Linked DNA regions of Gossypium hirsutum: region 2 is linked to region 1. A link is a contact called in public Hi-C data. All regions are on one chromosome and are shown on one strand. Each heading gives the region's core, a stretch centred on a gene start, on an enhancer-like site or on the middle of the called end of the contact. The rest is flanking DNA. Distances are from core to core; before and after follow the strand shown.

Evidence for each region. A called contact is a pair of places that touch in the nucleus more often than the background predicts.
Region 2: a contact with region 1 is called in a Hi-C map of leaf, with 2.5 times the contacts expected there. The contact joins the promoter of LOC107901036 here to the promoter of LOC107901046 in region 1. A contact is called at or near these places in 2 of 34 Hi-C or Micro-C datasets (hypocotyl and leaf).

What each region holds. Positions count from the first base shown.
Region 1 is chrD06:15,001,313-15,008,938 of Gossypium_hirsutum_v2.1, reverse strand. It overlaps LOC107901046 (probable polygalacturonase), which reads right to left and starts at 3,192. Exons shown (of 5, transcript XM_041095802.1): 1 at 2,337-3,192; 2 at 1,932-2,052; 3 at 1,247-1,495; 4 at 506-659; 5 at 1-238. The coding sequence starts at 2,735.
Region 2 is chrD06:15,269,039-15,276,664 of Gossypium_hirsutum_v2.1, reverse strand. LOC107901036 (auxin response factor 7) reads left to right here and starts at 3,278. Exons shown (of 13, transcript XM_016826866.2): 1 at 3,278-4,032; 2 at 4,727-4,839; 3 at 4,938-5,033; 4 at 5,428-5,484; 5 at 5,610-5,765; 6 at 5,869-5,953; 7 at 6,298-6,388; 8 at 6,523-6,687; 9 at 6,814-7,009; 10 at 7,471-7,609. The coding sequence starts at 3,990.

The DNA of each region.
Region 1 (7,626 bases), core at 1,943-4,442:
TGGGAAAGCATTTTTGTCAAAATCCATGTCGGGGTGCTCATTGTAGTCTGTCTTGATAACAATTCCAACTTGGGCATCATCAAATGTCAGATTTCGGTACGTTATATGCCTGACATATCCACCTCTTCCAACAGCAGTCTTGATTCGAACTGCACGCCTAGAACTCCAGACAGTGACATTCTCCACGGTGACATTAGATACCCCGCCAGACATCTCGCTGCCTATTGATACGCCAGCACTACGCATATGTTCAGCCAAGTGTGACAATGTGTACTTACCAAATGAAAATTACAAGTAGGGATAGATAAAAGAATAGGAAAAGCAATATCCTAAATTTTGGATGACCCAAACTGCAGAGCTGTTTGGGACCTTTGTTTTTGCATATGAAGTTCGAAAAATACATGCATGCTATTTGGGACCTTTTGTTTTTTTTTTCTTTGACATGGAAGCTATCGGGCAGTAGAATATTCATGAAGATGGAGGAAATTAATTCAAGAAACTTTACCTGACCATAGAACGGACAATGAGGTTTCGGATGAGAATGTTTCTCGAAGGTCGTCCATAAACGATGCCATATTGATCCCAACCGCTCTTTATTGCAATTGCATCATCGCCAACACATATGTAGCAATCCTCTATCACTACATCCTCACATGAATCTGTTTATGCCACAAATGACTTGTAATAAGTTACATTCAGCGTGAATTAATCTCCCTTTTTTCCCACTGCAAATCAACAAGCAGAAACGTGGTTTATCTAGGTGTATATTTGAGCTGGCTACAGCGTGGTGTGGTGAGCAAATGATATTTGCTCCATTTACAAAGATGCATTTGCCATGTGAAGATTCTTGTATGTGTTAGAGAGGAATGGGGAAAAGAAGAAAAGACAAAATAATGAAAGCAAATTTGTTGCAATTTGCCCACACATTTCATTGAATTCAGCTCAGAATACCATATCCATACATCTTACATCTAAGTTCTCACCTTCCTGCTTCTATACGTTCCAACAAATGCACAGTCGTACTTTAACTAATGTATATAATAGCCTCTGCAAACCTTCTTCAATTATAGTCTTGAATTCATTCTACAGATTTGTCAACCAAGCTTGCTCAATAAGCGAGTTATATATGTACAGTGAGCATTTCTATACAACTACTAGTAGCATGAATGAGAATCGAGTCTAGAGCCTTAGCTACCAAAAATTTTTATAGACAAAAGTTCAAAATTTATAATCAGGGATTACTTACCAGGATCAATTCCATCAGTATTTGGAGCTCCAAATACAGGTGCTAAGATGGTTACATTCCTAACGGTTACATTCTTGCAATCATATGGATGAAAAGTCCAAAACGGAGAATCACGTAAGGTTATATTAGAGATTACAATGTCATTTGACCACATTATCTGCACAAGTGGACCCCTTGTGTGGTTGAGTAGCTTCTGACGATACTTTGTCCACCATGATTGACCCTGACCATTTATGGAACCATTGTGCCCTGTTGATTTGTAAAGATAAACGGTAAAATCAGACTCAGACCAGCATTGAAAGATCCATATAGAACAAAGACCACAATGTTGATTTGTAATGAAAAAATGATAAATCAGACTCAAATCTAGCAGCCAATCGAATTTCCCTATTAATTATCGTTGTTGGAAGTGCTTATTCATCCAAAACCTTGAAAAGGCCGTTTCTTTCCACTTTTCTCCATACGAAAAAAAAGAAGTAGCAAGTACTTTGAATAAGCAGTATGCACAGGGTATAAAGGGTGCAGAAAACAGATTCAGACCAGTCTAAAATTGTATTTTTGAGACATCGACAATTAGGTGCTATGACATAGAATAGGTAAACTGGCTGGCTCTATCAGGTGAGCAACCTTTTCATTCAAACAATTTAATGAGAAACCTATTAGGGGCAGGGGTGAAGTAGCTTACCAGTTATAACAACATCTTTGAGGTTTTGGCCGTGGATCAAACTTCCATACCGAGGTCCACGATGCTCTCTTCCGTACCCGTATGATGGCAATGGAGGCATTAATGGCCATCGCTTCTCGTCCTGTATGATAGCGGGAAAACAGCAAACAACAAGATTGAATCCACCAAAATCCAAAGTTATAAACACAACAGCCGGATAACACAGAGAAATCAGGAACACCGTCATATTTGCATGGAAAGGATCAAAGTTGTCACTAAATATGGTCATGATGTGATTTTTTTTTTCACACTAAATATTGGTCCCCTTTCATCACAAATCACAACCCATAAACGACTAAACATGTTAAATAACGAGGGAGAATATCATTTTTCATTGCCAAAATTCATGAAAATGGAAAAACCAACCTGGATTCCAAGAATCTCAGCATCCTCAGCAAGGAACAAAGTCATATGACTAGTAAGATTAAACGGCGCCGTAAGCCACTTTCCAGGCGGGACATTGAGCTGACCACCACCTCTCTTCCCAAGCTTCGAGATGGCCGAGATAGCCCTCTCAAAAGCCGCCGTGTCATCCGTTACCCCATCGCCAACCCCGCCAAAATCCGTAATATTAAACTCGAAAGGCCGGGACCCGGACATAGACCGACCCGGCCCAGCTTTTCCGAACACAGAGAACCCAGCCCCAACTATATCCCGTTGCCATAGAAAGACAGAACCGAAAGCCGAGATCCAGAGAACAATAAACAGAGTTTTATGCGAAGAAAGGAATGCCGGAAATCCCCCAACCGGCAATGACTCAGCCATATTGGGTTTAGCGAATTTGGTTAAAAGAAACGATTTCTGGCCCTTTTAGTAAAAGGGGTGTAGTGCTTTGTTGGTGAGATGTTGGTGATGAATAGCCGCCAGATTTGGTCGATTGGAAATGGAGTAGATTTCAATTCAAGGGGAGATCGCAATGGTCAATGGAGAACCAAGTCCATAGTTTCTAGCTTTGGGCAGGTCGACGCTCTTGAGTTGAATGAAACTAGATTTTTTTACTGCGGGTATCAAGTTGCCTGCGTGGTTTATTTGAAGGATGTAATTGGATTTCGGATTGTGTGAGGTTTCAGTCACGGCAGCGAGAAGCAATGTCACATCAACATCATCGTCCGGTAGTAGGTGATTAGTTGAAGAGTTGCAATCTGACCATTTTGAAAACAGTAGTTGAGACGTTGACATCAAACACGAAAACTCTTTCGTATAACGAAATTTTCGGGTTGTTGACCTGTGTCAACTAAAACCTGGATCTTTATTTATGTCCCCATCTCACTCCACACTTTACACCCATCTTCCGCTTGGGCCGCGATTTAATGGGCCACTTTCTCGTTTCTTTTCCTTTCATTTTACTCGCCTGAAAATAAATTTTTTTTTTATTTATTGTAGTGAGACAGCAAGTTCGAATTTACCATTGGTTAGGAGGATTCTACAATTGTTAAAGTGAGTTAGGTAGTGTAGAATAAAGCATGGAGAAAAATAGAATTCCGTATTCGTTAACCAAAATGGTTTTTTTAATAAGAAGGAAGATATCTGACCGAGGAACTCATATATATTCAACATGGATAGAAATGGTGTTTATTTGCGTAATTGTTTGCTTATTTTGTCATAATGAAAACCCTAATGGTCCTGCCACATCATATCTGCATATTTTATTTTAATCATTCAATTAATCTGTGTAAAAAATATTAAGAATTAAAGTTAAAAAGTGATAAAAACTAAAATAATGCATTAAAAATTTCTCAAATTGTTTTTGCTTATCCTCTTGCCAAAAGTTCCAAAATTTTCTCTCTTTTTTTTGTAATATTAAAATTTTTAATTTCAAAACATTAAAATCAATTTTATAGATTGTTGGAAAAATTATCTTTTGATTGTGTCAACCAATTTGTTACTTTAAAATTGAAATTAATTAAATTAATTAATTTAATCCCCTTTTAAAATATAATATTTTATTTTATGTTTCTAAGTTATCCTTAACGAACTCAACTCAAACAAAACCCATAATTTTGTTGATTATATGATGTTGAATCTTTCATGCTAATTTAAAAGCAAAAAAAAATAAAAAATCTTGCAATTAATTAAATTAGTTAATTTGATCTTCCATGCCAAACAAAACCTTGAATTTTTTCCATCACTTCTTTACCCATACCAAGAACAAGCAATCGATTTAATTAATTGAAAATAAATTCTTTGCTTTTAGCATAGCATGTGGGATTCAAGATCATATAATCAAAAGAAATGTAAGATTTTTTTATATATTATTAAATATGAGTTACTTGAGTTGATTTCATTAAGGATAATCTGAAAACAAAAAATAAAATTTAAAATTTTAGAAGAATATTAAATTAATTAAATTAATTAATTTCAATATTATAATAACAAAATCGATTCATATTATCAAGGGATAAAATTTTTAACAATTTATTTAATTGATTTTGATATTTTGAAATTTCAAAATTAAAAAAAAAAGAAATTTAGAATTTTCAATAATGAGATAAACAAGTACAATTTGATAATTTTAAATGCATTATTTTATTTTTTATCGCTTTTTCACTTTACCGAAATCAAGACTTAAAGAAAGGAAACTTTTTTTTTTGGGTGATCAAAATGAAAGTGTAAACATGATGTGTAGGGCAAGGGGAAGAGGGCAGGTAAGGGCTTGACCCCACGGTCCCAAATAGAAAATTGTTGTTTTAGTCCCCCAAAATTTATAAAATCTTAAGTTAATATATGATAAAATTATAATTTGGCCCCCAAAAGGCTAGAATTTCGATTTAGTCCTCTTGAAAACCATAAAGATATAAGCCAATACAAGCGTAAAATTGCATTTTAGTTCTCATAAAAATATATAACTTAATCTCGCCCCCCTTAAAAAAATTTATGGCTTCGTCCATAATGATGTGGACATAATTTACCATGTACAGTTTATCAACGTTAAGGATTTAACGATTGAGTAACTAAAATGAAAACCTTTTTCTAATAGAGATGGTGAAATTGAAAGAATTTTTTTTAAGGTGGCCAAAATGAAAGTTCCCTAAAAGTTAGATGACCAACTAGGTTGTGGCACCCCACACCTAACTCGAACGATGGATCTAAATGTGAGATGTCATATTCGTTGTTGTAGCAACTCAGACTATCATTAATCATTTTCCTTGAAATTAAACAAATGAGCATGGCATAATTCATAAATGTCATGTTGTGTACTTCTATGAGGCCAAATGGGCCCACATATAGTAACTCAGGAGTCATATAAGGTTATACACGGAGTTTGAATAAGAATCCTAACTCGAATTGTTTAAATAAAGGGTTGTGTCTCAAGGTAGTGAAGCCATGTGCCGATACATGCCTCCCTTATTGTTAATCTTTTACTTCAAACTATAATGTCTCGAGATAATGACCCTTATTGTAACGATCCAAAATTCAATGGTGTCGAAAAATATAGTTCCAGAACCCGATTTCCATAAATTAAGCCCGTAAATATAAAATAAAAATATATTGAGATTCGATTAAGTAATTTAGCCGAAAAAGTAGTTAATTAAGGCCCATGGATTAAATTGTAAAAATTCAATTGCTTTAAAATTTTAATTGACAAAAGACTTGAGGACTTGAATGTAAATTAGTCAAAGGTTCAAAATGGTAATTAAATCATTTGCTATTAGGAGATAGTGGACATTGATGATGTTGGCCATTTATGTTAATTAATAATGAGATTTACATAATTATGCTTAGTTTAATTAATAAAATTTGATTAATTAAACCTTAATTAGTGTATATAAACATTTACTATACCAAAATAGGCTTTTAGCGGCATTTTTAGCGGCGTTTGGATAAAAAACGCCACTAAAAATCAAGCATTAGCGGCGCTTTTACAAAAACGCCGCTAAAGATCGAGCATTAGCGGCGCATTTTGAAAAACACCACTAAAAATAAGCATTAGCCGCGTTTTCCAAAAAGTGCCGCAAAAAACCTAAGCCCAATGACACCGTTTTTAGAGTTTTTAGGGCATTTAGTGGCGTTTTTGAAAAAGCGCTGCTAATGCTCGGGCCTTTAGCGGCGTTTTTGGAAAAGCGCCGCTAATGCTCGGGCCTTTAGCGGCGTTTTTGAAAAAGCACCGCTAATGCTCGTACCTTTTGCGGCATTTTTGGAAAAGCGCCGCTAATGCTCGTACCTTTAGCAGCGTTTTTGAAAAAGCGCCGCTAATAATAAAATCTAATTATCTCATTCTTTGATATATTCTCAAGTAATGTTTCAATTATATTTTTTTATTATAAGTTGAAAAATTTATTCGTTGTATTTATTATATATTGGTTAAATTTACATTTAAATGATAACAAATAATATTGTTTAATACAAAATGTTTTTATTAAAGAGAAGTCCAAACTCCTAACTATTTTTTATTATTTTTCAATCACAGTTTATTTAAACTACTAATTTACTAGAAAAATATATTAAATTATGAGTAAAATAAAATATCATAAAACTTAAATTGTTGTGTTGTAAATAATAAAAAATAGAATAAATTTTTATAAGAATAATAAATTTTGATAGTTCGACTAAATAAATAATCAAAGAAAGTAATATAAAACACCAAATATCGTGATAAATAATATTATATATTGATAATTTTATTACCAAAAATAATTTTATATTTAGTTAATCAAACATGAACACAACAATGACCTAATAGTACTTACTCAAGAGTAAGAACTGAAAATGAATGAAAAGGGACAAATGAGGTTATTACTTGGTCTAATACCCACTAAAAATTAATACTAGGTTTTTTAGGCTGAGAAAGGGTTATAGGAAAATATTATAAATATTGAAATTCGAATAAAATTTATTAAATATTGAATTTTAGAAAATAATTAAGTGAAGTTGGGATTCAATTTAGCTAGTAGAGTTGGTGGGGTTAGTTGGACGATTTGCTCCCGAAAAGAAAAAGCTGTTTGTTTTTTCTTGATAACAAAAAGTGTTAGCTGGGTCTCGAGTCTAGAGCCGAATGCTGCTTCAGGCGGTATAGTGGTAGTGGTGGACAAGTAGGTCTAATTTATCTGAATAGCCCAATTGCAAAAGAAAGCAAATATCTTATATTTGCAATCATTAATCGAATTACGTTGGGTACTTCGTTAGGGTGGGTCAGTGGCGAGTGCTGAGGTCCAGAGTTGGGAAAACAAAATGAGCAGAGCAGGGTAGGGTTTGCATTTGGATTTGGGTCGGGTTAGTGGATAATGATGAATAAATATCATCATAATGTTTATTATTTTAGGATTACAGTTTTGAGTTTAGGGTTTAGGTTTAGGGCTTGGGGATTGGGGTTTAAGGTTTAGAGTTTACATTTTAGTGTTAATATGAGGTTAGTGTTTATGGCTTATAAGATAATGATCAAATTTACTGTTTTAGGGCTTGATGTTTATGGTTTACGGTTTAGCGTTAATGATTTGACTGTTACAATGCATGGTTTAGAGTTTAAGATTTAGGTGTTACCATTTTAAGGTTTATGGATTAGGTGTTACCAATGCCCAATTTTAAAAACTTTTCCCACTTCAAGCTCGTTTTATCCGAATCACCCATTTCATTGTTTAAAAACAATAAAAAATATAAATCTAAGCATAACCATATTTTGGACTAGATGGGTTGTATGGGTAGTGAACATTTCTAATTA
Region 2 (7,626 bases), core at 2,029-4,528, 270 kb before region 1:
CGATACGTAATAGACAGAACTTTCATTGGCGTCGTTCCAAAAATTTTACACCTAATTCTTTTACAAAGTTCTGTCAAATCTATGTTCTGGTTAAAAACCAGTTGCACTGTATTCTCCGATAAAAAAACAACACCATTCTCGGTGTGGCAAACCTCACCATCATAGTAAATAACAACACTAATATGTTCACTCATCTTTAATTTCTAACCTTCTTAGCCTCTCTAAATTATTTTTGCTGTAACTTATGCAATCTGAGAACATTTTTTGCCTCATTTATAGCCTCAGCCCAAACATGCTACTGTAGCAAAAGCGCGTCCACGTGGAAGCGATTTCAAAAATTCTTCTGATAAAGCATCCTGCTTAAAGCGTTTTTTATACTATTTGCTCAGAAACATCAACTCGAAATTATTTTTTAGGACCTACTATAGCAAAAGTGCGTCTATGTGGGAGCGATTTCAAAAATTCTTCTAAGCATCTTGCTTAAAGCGTTTTTTATACTATTTGCTCAGAAACGTCAACTCGAAATTACTTTTCAGGACTAACTGTAGCAAAAGCGCGTCTACGTAGGAGCGATTTCAAAAATTCTTCTTATAAAGCATCCTGCTTGAAGCGTTTTTTATACTATTTGCTTAGAAACGTCAACTCAAAATTATTTTTTCAGGACCTACTGTATCAAAAACGCGTCCACGTGGGAGCGATTTTCTTAATAAATTTTTAATTAAATTACTCACGTAACCTTAAACCCTAATTTAATTGATTTTTTATTAAAAACCATAAACACGAAACCTAATCCAGTTTTGAAAAAATTATAATTAATTTAATTAATAAACCCTAAACCTTAAACTCTAATCCCTTATTCATTTAATTTTTTCTCCAAAACCCTAAAAATCCTAAAAACCCTAAACCTTAACCCTAATTCTAACCCTAACCCTAAAAACCCAAAACCTAACATGAGAGAAATGGGCAAAACGCGTCCCCAGAGGAGCGTTTATGTGGCATCAAAACGCGCCTTTGAGGGAGCGATTTATGTCCACGTAGGCAAAGCGCGCCCTCAGGGACACGTTTTTCTGCCACGTCCCCTGACATTGCGCTGACGTGGACGTGCTTTCGAGAAAAAGGGCCATTCCAGTAAATAATAAAATACCGGGCCCATTTCGGTAAATTTAAAGAAAATGAGGCTTTTAATGGTGTTTTGCCCAAAAAAGTTAATTAAAAGAATTGTAATTGAAGTGAAAGTTGAAGTTAAAAAGTGTTTTCAATTATAATAATTTAAAATTCTTTTTACTTGATATTATTTTTTTGCTACATATTAATTATAAATTATTATAGTCAATTTATTGACAATTAAAAAAATAAAAATAAAAATTGAGGAGTGAAGTATAAATTTCTTTTATTGCTTGTACATATACTTTAATAATAGGATCTTTTTTATAAATATTGTATTTGAATTATCAAAATAATCAATATAATTTAATAACAATTATTAATTATTATTTTTAATAATGATTACATAAAGTATAAATTATTTCGTATGTTGAAAATAGTACAAATATTTTAATTACAATTTCAATTTTTTTAATATTATTAGAGAAATTATTGATCAACAAAATATTAATATTTTAATATGGTGTTTGAAAATTTCTTTTTATTATATTTGATTTTTAAATAAGTTAATATAATTTAATTATATTTAATAATTCAAATAACGAATTAAAAATCAATTATAATAGTTAAAGGTACATTATCTAAAAATTGATTATAAATTAAATACATAAAATCACATACCACGCATGTACCTTAAAATCTACAATAAAATCATCCCATACTAAATATATAAAATGAAAGATTAATAAAATCATACACATAAAATTATGTTTGTGACTCTTTCTTTAGTTTCTTTTGTTATATAAATTATATATTTATTAATTTTTCTACATTAAAATTTTAAATTGCTCCTTTACCTTGGTTAAAGTTTAAATATTATATTTAGTTAATAAAAAAATTAAAGTTGGCAAAAATTATATATATATTTAACATTATTCATGCACCGTCACTTGATGTGTAATGTTTCGGTTGGTGCAATCAGTACAGGTTAAAGTTTACATCGGTGTAAAAAAAAAGAAAAAGAAATGATCTTTTCGATTTATTTCTAGAACGGTGCGCATTGGGTAGTGTAATTGGAATCGATGCGGAACCAACTACATTGATCCAAAGTAAGGCCTTATTTAATATTGCTTACAAAAAAAAAACAATTTTAGCTTGAAAAACACTTTTAGAACAAAGTTGTACTAAACAATTTACTTTTGGCTGAAATATTTTACTTTTCAAAAGCTCTTTTAAAAAACAGAAGCTAAATTTTTAGCTTTTTCTCTACCAAAAGTACTTTTGATATTTAATTATTTTTTTACCTCTCCAACAACATGATACTTTTCCTTTTTTTTTCTTGGTGTTAAATTACAAATGTGTTAAAATTATAAATTAAAAATAAAAAAAGTATTTTTTAAAATAATACAAATGTATTAATATTTAATTATTTAAAATATAGTTTATATATTTTAATTAAATTTTATAAATAATTAAAATTATTTTTTATATTCTTACTAAAATATAATAATATTAATTAATTTGAACATTATTTAAATTCATATTTGTTACTTTATAATACCAGGTCTAAAATAAACATTTTGTTTCTTAAAAGTATATTTTGACAGCAATACTAAACACTCGTATCTTAAACTAAACTTCTGGAAAACAATGTTAAACTAACCTTAGAAGGATAATAAGAAGGAAATAAGACTAGGGTCTCAATACTAGCAAGCTATATGAGTTGAACTCAAAAAATTTAAATTTGATTGAACTATCAGTCGAGCATTACAATGCTTTGATTCAAATAACTAGGTTTATGAAAATTTAATTATTACAATCTATTGAACGAGAACATATTGGATTAAATTAACCCCACATTTGGAGTTCAACCATGCAAAATGAGAATTGATAAGGGATCCAAACCAGAATGTTATTCTATAGTCGCGTCAACTATACTTATTTTCACTCCAAGGAGAACCCTTTACGCACGCCCACAAGGCCGCACGCGCGCACCTCCCAAGTCCAAAACAGTGAAAAGAAGGGTACCAACTTAAACTGTCCGCCTATTAATAGCCTAACACCACTCGCCAATTCACACGCGCAACGATTAAAATTTTAATTCATAAAGTAAAAAAGAAAAAAAAAAATCCTTACTGCCTTTTATTTACCAAAGGCCTGATTGCTTCAGAGTTCAGCCTTCGCACTCTCTTATATGTCGGCATGTTTCACAATTTATAAAAGAAAAGAAAAAAAAAGAAAGCTATTTTTTGCTCTGCTTTTGCTTTGCCTTTCGCTTTGGTTCTGTGGTTTCCAGGCGACAAGTGTTTTTTTTTCCTTCTCCTTGATCCCATAAAGTTTCTTTCTTTTTTTCTTTTCTTTTTTCTCGTCGGATTCTAGAAAACAGAACGATGAGCTTCGAATGAGCTGAGGAGCAGTTTTTAATGTTCCATGCAGTTAGTTCTTTACGGTTTCGGCTACTTTTAAACTGATTCAACTCTGGAATCTGATTTATTCCTTTGGAGAAGTAAATGCTTTCATGTGATTGAAAATACCCAACATTTCAAAAGCTTTTTACCAAGCTAATCAAAGCGAAAGAACAAGGTTTTTGGCCTTTGGTTTTGCTTTCTAAGTTAGGGTTTTAGTTCTTTTTTGGGATTTGTGATTTATTAATGGAAGCTGCGGCGTTTCCTTAAGCGCGTCTGTAGTGATTTTCCTACCAAGGGATGCCGCTAAAATGATTCTTCTTTGAACCGTTGTGGTTTGATAGCTAAAAGACTAGAGGTAACTATATGGTGAAGAAAGTTGATTTCTTTTCTGTGTTTTGTTGGAGCATAAGAAGTGATTGTGTTCCTTAGAGATTTTTCTTTTTGTAAAAAAAATAAAAATTATCCGAGATTGTAAACATGAAGGCTCCACCAAATGGATTTATGGCAAATTCTGCAGAAGGTCTGATTTCTCTTACTAATTCTTTTTTTTTCTTCTTTTAGCTCTGATTCAGCTTTTTTTTTTCTGGGTCGAAATAGCCTTTGGGTTCTACGCAGTCTGGGATTTTCTTGATTATTAGTTTATAAATTTGGTTATTTTTCTATGTCATCCATTCCCGTCTAAGTTGTTTTTAGTTTAAATAAATTATTGCTCAGTATTAGTCTTGTTTTAATGCTCTACATTTGTTCATGTAAATTGTCATATCTCTTTTTGAGAAATCCTATAAATCCCATTTTCATAAAAATGGAAAGAAGCACTTAGCAAGACTAAAAGTAAAATTTAATGTAACTGAGTGGCAACTTTCCTCATTCTAATGGGGGAAGGTTTGGGTTTGGGATCATTTATCATTTGCAAATTTAAGGTTAAAAAGAAAGAAAACATACAACAATTATACTTTTGTCGAGTTCAAATATGAAGTATTAAGTATTATATAAGAATATTCATGATAACTTTTTTGATACCAGGCAATTGGGGATTTGTTGCTTCGATACCATAAAGTTAATTGTTGCCTTGTCTATCGTTCAATTTTGGACGAATATGGATATTGAGAATTTTTTTTGGAAGTTGATGCTTTTTAATAATTCTGATGACTTTCTCTTTGTTTGTGGTTTTGTGGGATGTTTGATAATATTCTGATTGGTTGTTTTGGAAGCAGGAGAAAGGAAGAGTATCAATTCAGAATTATGGCATGCTTGTGCTGGACCACTTGTTTCTTTGCCTCCAGTTGGAAGTTTGGTTGTTTACTTTCCTCAAGGTCACAGCGAGCAGGTGAGTTACTTTCCACATTCATTCCTAGAGGATAATTTTTTTTTTCCGAATCTGGCCTTTTATCAATATTTCTCTAATTAATATATATCCTTTTCCAGGTTGCGGCGTCGATGCAAAAGGAGACTGATTTCATACCAAGCTACCCTAACCTTCCTTCCAAGTTGATATGCATGCTCCATAATGTCACATTGCATGTAAGCAAAAGCAGGGCACTATCATCCCAAGTTTCTTATGTTTTTTGGTCATTGAAGAGGAAAAGGTTGCTCCTAATAGAGTTTTGTGCATTTATCGAAAACATTGGATCGACAATACGCCTTTCATATGTTAGACATCTTTATATTTAAATGCCCTGTCATTTGCTGGCTTAGTTAGTTTGTGCTTCCATCTGCTATCTGGTTAGCATGTATTTGCATTGACTACTACTAGGAAGCTTTTGTTGGTGCTGGGTCATATTGCAATATGAATAGGATCCTTGACGGTATAGGCATGAAAATAACTTTGCAATGGTTAAAATGATTTGAAAAGCAAGGAAAGTTATATGGTTATTTGGAGTTACTAATTTATTCAATTATTTAAACTTTGAATCAGGCCGATCCGGAAACAGATGAGGTGTATGCCCAGATGACACTTCAACCTGTGAACAAAGTAGGTCAGCTATTCAATTTGGGAATTAATTCATGGATATTGCAGAATTGCCTTGTCCTTTTTTTTTTCCAGTCAATTTTCTCATTTCATGAAATATGGGATGAGTTTAAATTGCTTCTCTACAGTATGACAAGGAAGCGTTACTGGCATCTGATATTGGCCTCAAGCAAAGCCGGCAACCTGCTGAGTTCTTTTGCAAGACTCTTACAGCAAGTGACACTAGCACTCATGGTGGATTTTCTGTGCCTCGACGAGCAGCTGAGAAAATCTTCCCTCCCCTGGTACTTAGAAACTTTCAATTTTAGATTTTTGTTTTAATATTTAAGATATGTTGAAGCATTTTGTGTGTATATCTCCTAAGATCTAAATGGTGATATTTGATAGGATTTCTCGATGCAACCACCTGCTCAGGAGCTAGTAGCTAAAGATTTACATGACAATACATGGACATTTAGACATATTTATCGAGGTATGGTTCTCTTCCAGATATTGCTGGCCTTCCTTTTCATAATCGGAAGTCTACTTGTGTTTTAACTTAAGACTGAAGCTTTATCAAAGAGCTTTGTGCTGAGAACACTCACTACTTTCTTTTATTAATGTTTTCTAAATAACTGTTAACTTCCACACTACTTGAAAACTTTTTGGTGTAAAAGAAATTCATTTTCCTTCGGGAAATAGGGATTTAGGTGGGAATGCTTTAGGGTAATACTAAAGTCAATACTGTTCTGTTACCCATATTATGGTTGTAGTTTCTGTATTTAATGTCATAGGTATTAGAAATGGAATTATATATGCATAATGGCTTCTTTGCAGGTCAACCAAAGAGGCATCTTCTGACTACTGGTTGGAGTGTCTTTGTTAGCACAAAAAGACTCTTTGCCGGTGATTCTGTTCTTTTCATAAGGTATGATTTATATGGATGTGTATACACCTGCAAACACACCCACATACACGCTCATGTTTGTATGTACTTCTTTGAATTTTCACTAGATTGTTGTCCATTTTACTACTTAGCTGAAATTATTTGCTTAAATGTAGGGATGAGAAGTCTCAACTTCTGTTGGGTACAAGGCCTGCAAATAGACAGCAGCCAGCCCTTTCTTCATCTGTGATTTCTAGTGATAGCATGCATATAGGGATCCTGGCTGCTGCAGCGCATGCTGCAGCAAATAACAGCCCATTTACTATATTCTATAATCCAAGGTATTGTTATAACATATTTGGTTGTATTTAGATTCATTGCTATTTTCTAGTCAATAATTTAAAAAAAAAGAAAAAGAAAAAGAAATATTATTTGAAGCTCTGAAAAGATTTTATTAATTCTGATAGGGCAAGCCCTTCTGAGTTTGTGATACCCTTGGCAAAGTTTAACAAAGCCATGTATACCCAAGTTTCCCTTGGCATGCGGTTTAGAATGATGTTTGAAACCGAGGAGTCTGGAGTACGCAGGTACATGGGTACAATTACTGGTATCAGTGACTTGGATCCTGTGCGATGGAAAAATTCACAGTGGCGCAATCTTCAGGTATCTTTTGTACATACTGACACCTGAATGCTAATATCTGCCTTTGTTGTTCTTTTGCATTTTCCTTTCAGAAGATGTCTAGGATGATTTCAACTGAAACAAATTATTAACATGCAAATATTAAGATACATCATGTTTGGGTCATTGATAATACCTAGCTCTGTTATTATATGGACTTGGCTATTCATTATTTGTCTACTTGGGCCTACATATCAGTAAGATTGGAGATGAATATCCGGTCTTTTTTTTTTTTTGGGTATTCTTCATGTCTGTTTTACTGTCCATGTTTTGTGTTCGGTCTTGTTATTTGATTGTGAATGGTTTAAACTAATTTTCTCATTGCTCCAAGATTCTTTCGTTGCTGCATCATACACGTTCTGATAATACTTGCTTTTATTTTAAAGTCAAGGTGTTGTTGCACAGTTAATTTTCGTTTGTGGTTACTTTTGTATTCTCAACAGGTTGGATGGGATGAATCTACAGCTGGTGAGCGGCCCAGCCGAGTTTCAATTTGGGACATTGAACCTGTTATAACTCCTTTTTACATCTGTCCACCTCCGTTTTTCAGGCCCAGGTTTCCAAAGCAACCGGGGATGCCAGGTGAAACATATTTGCTT